Regions from separate parts of the Cydia pomonella genome. Here regions 1 and 3 are each linked to region 2. The links are chromatin contacts, called in public Hi-C maps. All regions are on one chromosome and are shown on one strand. Each heading gives the region's core, a stretch centred on a gene start, on an enhancer-like site or on the middle of the called end of the contact. The rest is flanking DNA. Distances are from core to core; before and after follow the strand shown.

The links. Hi-C and Micro-C count contacts between places; a contact is called where the count stands out from the background.
Region 1: a Hi-C map of whole body shows a contact between it and region 2, with 2.0 times the contacts expected there. The contact joins the promoter of LOC133521237 here to the promoter of LOC133521239 in region 2. A contact is called at or near these places in 2 of 2 Hi-C or Micro-C datasets (both in whole body).
Region 3: a Hi-C map of whole body shows a contact between it and region 2, with 5 times the contacts expected there. The contact joins the promoter of LOC133521238 here to the promoter of LOC133521239 in region 2. A contact is called at or near these places in 2 of 2 Hi-C or Micro-C datasets (both in whole body).

The regions. Positions count from the first base shown.
Region 1 is chr9:7,124,445-7,127,144 of ilCydPomo1, reverse strand. It overlaps LOC133521237, which reads right to left and starts at 1,372. Exons shown (of 4, transcript XR_009799876.1): 1 at 697-1,372.
Region 2 is chr9:7,329,966-7,332,665 of ilCydPomo1, reverse strand. LOC133521239 (polycomb group protein Pc) reads right to left here and starts at 1,313. Exons shown (of 3, transcript XM_061856085.1): 1 at 954-1,313; 2 at 1-344. The coding sequence starts at 29.
Region 3 is chr9:7,199,343-7,202,042 of ilCydPomo1, reverse strand. LOC133521238 reads right to left here and starts at 1,388. Exons shown (of 3, transcript XM_061856084.1): 1 at 805-1,388; 2 at 280-429. The coding sequence starts at 1,095.

The sequences.
Region 1 (2,700 bases), core at 123-2,622, 210 kb after region 2:
AACTGACACGAAAATACGTACTGGCTACTGTTTTATATCGCTGTCTGATTTATTAATCGGCTCAAAGCAAAGGGAATGTACAAAAGATTCAATTTGTCCATAAACAGTCCTTATTACAAGGCTATAAATGTCAACGGGTGACAACACTAACCGGATCGCCAAGTGGTTTGTTTACACTCCACTTTTCAATGGATTTGAACTTTATGTGATGGAGTTAAGGTTGAGTTTAGCTTGGAGTGTTTAATATTACCCTCTTTAATTTGGTTACGGTCGAGTGTCGGAGATAAATGGAAATTTATTTTGTCGAGCGGAGATGCTTGCAAGGTATTAGAGTGCTTGTAATTATTTTTAATTTAAATGAAATTTTATAAATGGCTTAATATTTTCACTTAATCTCTAAGAATAATTGATTACCTGTGATCAAGTGAAATTTATCATAATTCCTATTTGTAAAATAGCACCTAGTCAGTCTAGTTATCTACATTTGTAACTTTACACTTAATTACATATGTATGTAACTTCTCAGATTTATGATTTTACTGCACTTAAATCAAAACAAACAGTATTAGGCAAGCAATAATCTTTGTGGGGTACCAAGTAATTGAAGTTATAATAGCTAATTTAACCTTTGCTCGAAATAACTTTGCTAAAACTCAAAGTTCATACGCCGTCAAAACAAAAGAGCAACAAACATACCGCTAGATTGACTCCGTCCACATCGAGGGGGTTGGGGGGCAAGCGCAAAAAGCAAAGGGCATCGAAGTACTCCCACCCACTCGCCGCCGCCCCGCGCTCCTCGCCGCACTGCCGCCGCTTAATCTTCCGCAATTCGTTGTTAAACTGCGTCCTCAAGTTGTGTATCTTCCTACTTATCTCCTCGACCGTCGTCCCGAACATAAGCGCTAAGTACTGCAGCTTCGCCTGCCGCGCCGCTCTATCCTTATTCATAGGGTGCCTTGTGTCCCACAACTCCTTACAATCCCTTTCCATAGTGTCAATCAACTTCACAGTGTTCTCAGAACTCCATTGCAAACGTGGTTCCACCTTCGAGTTCGTGTAACTCTCATTATCTGAATCTGGCTCCAGTTTAAAGAACGTATCGCCGGAATCCGAATTGGAATCCATTGCGTTCGATAATGACGTTGAACAGTGGATAGCGCTCTAGCGAGACTGCTGGCGGGGGCCGAGAGCGGTGTCTAGAAGGCCGGCAACGTCGCTAGAGCGAGCGACGTTGCCAGTCAGCGGCCGCGCGCGGGGCGAGCGGCCGTGCTAAAACGGTTAAAGAGCTAACCACATTAGCAGTTCATGATTTACAATGATTATAATGCGTCAACCGTAAACAAGATGACATTCCAATTTTAAATTTTGTACCTTAGTTATCTTAAGGTTTAATTTGGAAGAGTCTTTCCAAGTCAGTTAATGCTGTTTGGTTTTGATAAGGGGTTATTAGCGGCCAGTATTAACAAAGGAGCATCGGAATGGTTAGTCCGCTCTGTTTAAAGTCGGTTATGCAAACATGAGTAATGAATGACGCTTGTTTTCAAACTTGGTGAAGGAATGTTAGGCGGTAAGTGTGACTGAAGTTACTGAACATCAAATAATCACTTACGTAATGTAGTCTACATTCTACACAATGGAACCCTGTAGTCCTAGAAACAACAAAAACATTTAATTTTAAAAGGATGAATCCTAAAACGTAATAAAATCAAATATGTATATGGTCTGTAAACCACTTTATTAGTTGTATACGTAGATGGTAGATAACTGTAGACAAAGGCCTAAGTTTAGTATATAGTAGTGTAAGTAGTAGTAGTTCGAATAGACATTCGAACACGTCACAACTATATACAACAGGTGACTTACTTAAGTTTTTTACCTATATGCATATTATTTTTATGAAATATAATCAGTTGCTTCGTGTTACCCATGTAATGTTTTCTCAAATGTACTGTATGTACATACTTTTATAGATTAGGTCTCCATCCAAAATTCCATCTAAGTAAGTTCACATTTTTGCCACGGCGAGCGGGATCAACACTTCGTTCCCCAATGCCAACCCCTGGCATAAGTCAAAATCTTTTTATTTTATTTTATGGTCTGGATAATCGCCCTTAAATCAAAATCTCATAAAACAAGAATGGAGACAGACAAAACCTATGCTGGCGCCATCTATAAACAGAAACAAACCTTTGACAATTGCCAACCCGGCACATACACACGCGTTAACGCGCTTCGCACATATTCAAACAAAAATATCACTATTCACAAGTGGAACGTCGTCGCTTAATCATCTCTTAATAGATCCTATTATAGTTGGTATTATTGATATTGCTCAGAAAACTAAATAAAATGGGGGCTATTAACTATTGGCCCCTATATTGGTGGTGTCGATATATGGGCGATTGAGCGACAGAGATGTTATCGTTTGTGACTTATTATGAGCTATTTCGGGGGTGATAGAAAGGTGCAACCAGTTCACACGTATTTTTATCAGATGGTTTATTATGGTACATACAGTGTTTATCAATAGCGCATAAGACTACGTATAGTAGATTGTGAAACAAGAGATAAAAGGCAACCATTTCTGTCACGGTTGTATGGCGCGAGAGTTTCAGACTGAAATGGTGCCTTTCACCCGAGTCAACCACTTTAATTTTTATTTCAAATACGCGGAAAATAAAATACATGTGCATTAAAAAA
Region 2 (2,700 bases), core at 64-2,563:
ACGCTGTCGCCGAGGCCCATCTTGTGCATCCCCAGTTTGCCGGCCAAATTTGTACAACAGATCCAAGAGAAACACTGCAATCCAGTTAGTGTGATCCGATCACTGCATCCAAATGGTTAGGCACCGCAATCCAGTACACTGTTCTTGTCAACACACACTGTCACAGTTTAAACTTGCCGCGCGAACGTCCCTTGATTTTGAAGTCGCACGACGCGGCCTCCTCGTATGATCTCTCGGCAGAAACTGAAGTAGGGGGAGGCGGTCCTCGCCCCGCGCGTCCCGCTTGCGTCACTCCTCGCCGCACCGACAGAGCGCGCCACCGGTCTCCAAACAACCGCTCGATACTGTAAACAAGTTTTATTTTCATCAACATCGTGCCTTATTTTCAGTTTATAATACTATAAAGTTTTATAGGTGCTGTTAACATATTATAATTAGTATTACCGTGATTATAACTTTTCATTTTTATACAAGATAGTTGTATATAACACATAATTAATATGTAAATAAGGGTGTATTATAATAAGACTAATAGGTATATAAAGATAAGATCCTAGGTGATAAACAAACCGTCAAAGATATATTCTTAATGAGCTTAAATCTTAGTACAAGTTATAATTTGCAAAAGGAAAGCAGTTGTGATTGCGCGCGGTCGCGGCTAGGTAGGTATATTCGGTTGTCGGTGAATGCGCCGGGCGCTTCCCGCGGAGCCACGCGGCGTTGCCAGCCCGCGCCGGCTGCGAGAGAAACACGGCGCTACCCTATTATTTACGCGCGACGTTGCCGCGCCGAACGGCCTACGTTGATTACGAGGACACCGCTTTTACGTTCGATCATCCGGCGCGAAATTACTCGTTTATCACGGAATTTTGTAGAGATATTTTAATTCTGTAAAAAGTATTAGGTTTAGTATGACATTAGGAACAAAGTGACGAGTTTGTTTTAAATTATACCTGTTTAGTGGCGGCACAACACAGCTCCGATGACGAACGAATTGACTACGTCGTTTTAAGATGACAGAGATTCAGTCGCGAAAGTGGTCCAGCTTATTTAAATTTCACTGAAAACGTCAGCGAAAGCGACCGGCTATCAGAACGCGTGTGAAGTAACTAAGGCACTCACAGTCGTGTCGAATCGGGTCGGTATTCGTGAGCCGTCGTCGTTTCGTGGCTGCGGGGTGCGGGAAGGGAGATACAAACGCACGCCTGATTGGCCGCTCTACACGGGCGGCGGGCGAGAAGCCGAGGCGACCAATCAGAATACGCTACGCAGTGCCCCGCCCGACGTGGCTCGGCAGTTGCGTGTTTGCCTCTCTCTCTAATTCGATATTCAACTTTGTTTTTTGTACGCTGCTCATGTAGAAAAATAAACGGACATTTTGGATTATAGCGAGGGGTCCGGATGCGGGCCGCACATTGAGGGCATTGTTGTCAGCTCGGCGGAGATACGAGCGATAAATAAACAGCTTGCGACACGGCACGGCACAAAAGACGCGAATATGTATTGTGTTTTATTTATTATTAGTTGTCGTGGCGAGGTTGACGAGAACTGCTGAAAATATCCATAAAATCATAATGTATTTACTTATACTACTTATTCTTATTACAAATGAAATTATTTCTTTATTTTTTATTACGTATAGGCTTGTTACATACATGCTTTTGCATTAATATGGGCTTACTTGTCATGAGCGTGGCTTTCGTTTTTTTCAAAGACAGTGAACTTAGATCTACTTGACAGTCTTGATCCATATTCGATAAACTACATAGAGGACTAGAGGTGAATTGAAATAAACAATTATGTTGATTTTTAGTAAATACAAACGTGATAGAATTCTAGATGTGGACCGTAAAATTACTTAATCCCGCCGGTTTCTGTAGAAAGTAGAAGGCAGCCTACACTCTACACGCAAATCAGCACGCAGAATCTGCGTTGGTCGGCAAGATTGTCGCTTTATTGTGTCAGACCTCGACAACGATAAGCAAACGATTTCTACGCATCGACTAAGTATCACCTTTTTAAAAATTCCTTATTCATCTAAATTGTATTTTTTTATTTAATGCATGTTATAAGCTGTAATAATGTTTTGAAAAGATGTGTCCTGCCGAGTTTCTTGTCGGTCCCATATTGGGATACCCTCTTACATCGTAGGAGGGATTTAAATCTTCTCCAGTCAGAGTGTAGGGTTAGAGCCGGCGTAACTTTATTTGATGTTCATAAGCGCATTGTAATATTACAACCTACTTGAAATAAACTATCTTTATATCGTTAGATCACACTTATATTCTTATCTTATTATTTCGGGGCCCTTGCTCTTTGACCCGTCGGTATTTTTTGTGTAATTGCCCCATCAATTTTGACGACCGGTCTGGCCTAGTGGGTAGAGACCCTGCCTACGAAGCCGATGGTCCCGGGTTCAAATCCTGGTAAGGGCATTTATTCGTGTGATGAGCATGGATATTTGTTCCTGAGTCATGGGTGTTTTCTATGTATTTAAGTATTTATAAATATCTATATATTATATATATCGTTGTCTAAGTACCCTCAACACAAGCCTTATTGAGCTTACTGTGGGACTTAGTCAATTTGTGTAATAATGTCCTATAATATTTATTAATTATTTATTTATTTATTTAGAGCTTTATGGACCATCACCATGTGTCGGATAAAGGGGTTCAAGAGCAACACTTTGAATTTCTT
Region 3 (2,700 bases), core at 139-2,638, 130 kb after region 2:
CACATTGGTTTACCAGACTTTTGTAATAGTCGGACAGACAGTTGCTTTCCCTATAGACAAACGTTAGCTTTTAACTTTAGGGTTTTTGGGAAACAGTGAATTCCCATTTCAGAGCTTTCAGGGATATCACAAACGAATCATTTTCGTAAAAATAATTAAAACATGGATATACAAATGTTATATAATAATGTATCTCATTTTATAAAGGAATATTGCAATAATTTGATATACCTATACTATATAATAGGTATTCATAAAAAAGGTTAGTTATTTAGTTACCTGATAACTATCATCGTATGTAGATTCATTTTTCAACTCCGGTTGTTCATTGTCTTCGTCTTGCTCCTGATCTTCGTTCAGGAATGTCAGAAGGTTGTAGTACCAGAGATGTGGTTTGTAATGGCCTCCACGAAATCTACTCATAAGCACCTGAAATTTGAATAATAATCAGTTATTTTACGTGTCAGGCCGCGCCTGGAAGCAAGCGGTGCGCGGCGCGGCGAGACTGGCGAGCAGCAAGTCAAAATCAAGGCCATTCATACTTTCGTACACAGCGCTCGACCAAATGTATGAACGGCCTTAATTTGTCGGCCAGTCTGCAGCCTCAGAGGTACACAAAGCTAAGTTAAGGCTTCCACAAACGTTGCAACAAATGGCCTGCGATTTTAGTTAATTTCTGGCTAAGCAAGAACAAAAAAAGAAGCCCTCACATTAATGAAACTTTATTTTATCATAGGTACCTACTACGTTCAAGTAATACGCAATAACGCATAATAAAATGGGTTCATATAATTATGAATATACCTTTTTACGCTCGCGTCGGTATGCACACCGCATATATTCAATTTTCTTCTTAACGTCAACCACCGTGCCATTTTCGTGGTACAATTTATACTTATCTAAGAGCTCTTCGTACGCATTGTCGCGTGCTTCTCTATTAGCATAGTGCATATGCTTTTGGTCCCAAAGGCATGGGAATGTTTTGTATAATTTTAGAAATTCTGAGAGAATGTTTTTTTCGTTGGGCATGACGCGTTCCGAACGGCGCGCGTGCGACCCGGACATGGTGCGGGGACCAACTGGCGGCGTCGTCATCCGGCCGACGGGCGCGCGGTCGGGTGGACGCCGCGGTCCCTCTCTCGTACTATGCGAGTGAGAGAGACGGGGGATCGTTCGCAGACAGCTGCGAGGGGCGAGGATTATTATTACCTACGCCGTACGAACGGTGACCTTATCCGTCGGATAGCGGGTTCTGAATTCGTCGTAGGTATTGTATGTTATTGAACACGTTTACATCTTTTTATCATTGTAGGAAAGGCTCATCTAAACGTTCAGACAACACCGTGTGATACCTAATAATAAATACTTGTGACAACGTCACAACGTCAGGGTGACACTAAGTAATAAGGTAATAACAGATTAGGTAAAAATTCAGAATAAGTATTTACTTACGTATTTAAGTTTGACTTCGGTCAGGTCCGATTTTACATAGGTAATAAATTGAGATAAAAATATTAACATCATAAAATGTACAAAACTTGATGGAATGTATTTATTGATACTGTATAACTGTGTAAAAGTATTACATATTAAGTATTTTATTTACTTATATGTAAAGGCCGAAATATTTCAATATCTGGTAGGCCATGATTAGTATAGGATACAGTAGACGGACATTGTGGAAAATGGCAAAAAAAGCCTGGACAAAAACAAATATGACCGTAAAACACATAAGGCCAGTCCAGACATTTGTTATTTTTCCATACACACGTTCTTAATTGTCATTTTGTTCTCTGGAATTTGGCCCTAGAAGTTTTTTAATTTTATATTACTTATATTTTTTATATTATTTCAATATTATCATTACCTTTGTACGTTTTGCTTTTTTTGATATTCTGATTTTTATAAGAACTAGGTCATTTCAAACAGCGCTGAAAACGGTCAAAAAATGCACCGCTAACATTGCCCAGCATACTTAATTAGCATCAATAGACGCAAAAATCAAAACGATCAGACACAGATAATTACTTTTTAAATACAGTTGTTCAAAAAGTGCTACTTTACGTAGCTGTTTAGCGTGCGGAAAGTTGGATTTCGCGAACTAGTTCTTTAGGGTTCCGTATAGTATCCGTATAGGGTATTTAATTTTTAGGGTTCCGTACCTAAAGGGTCAAACGGGACCCTATTACTAAGACTTCGCTGTCCGTCCGTCTGTCACCAGGCTGTATCTCATGAACCGTGCTAGCTAGACAGTTGAAATTTTCACAGAAGATGTATTTCTGTTGCCGCTAGAACAACAAATAAGTACTAAAAACAGAATAAAATAAATATTAAAGGGGGGCTCCCATACAACAAACATTTTGTTTTCTGTTTTTAGAAATAATGGTACGGAACCCTTCGTGCGCGAGTCCGACTCGCACTTGCCGGGGTTTTTACTTTTCCACTTGTTCAAATTCATGACTACTTATTGATGAGTGCTAATGTTAGTTTCCTTTAAAAGTCGTAATCAACATAAAAACCTACTGTTAATGTAAAAAATAATAAATATAAGGATATTTTATTACTTACCTCTTCATCACTATAACTGGGATCTTTCCAGGTACCATTATTAAAGGGTCTGACCTCCCAAGACGGCACTGGTGTAACTTAAACAGACTTCGCACTGGCCACGGCCGCTGTGCTCATTACAAACAACGGTGT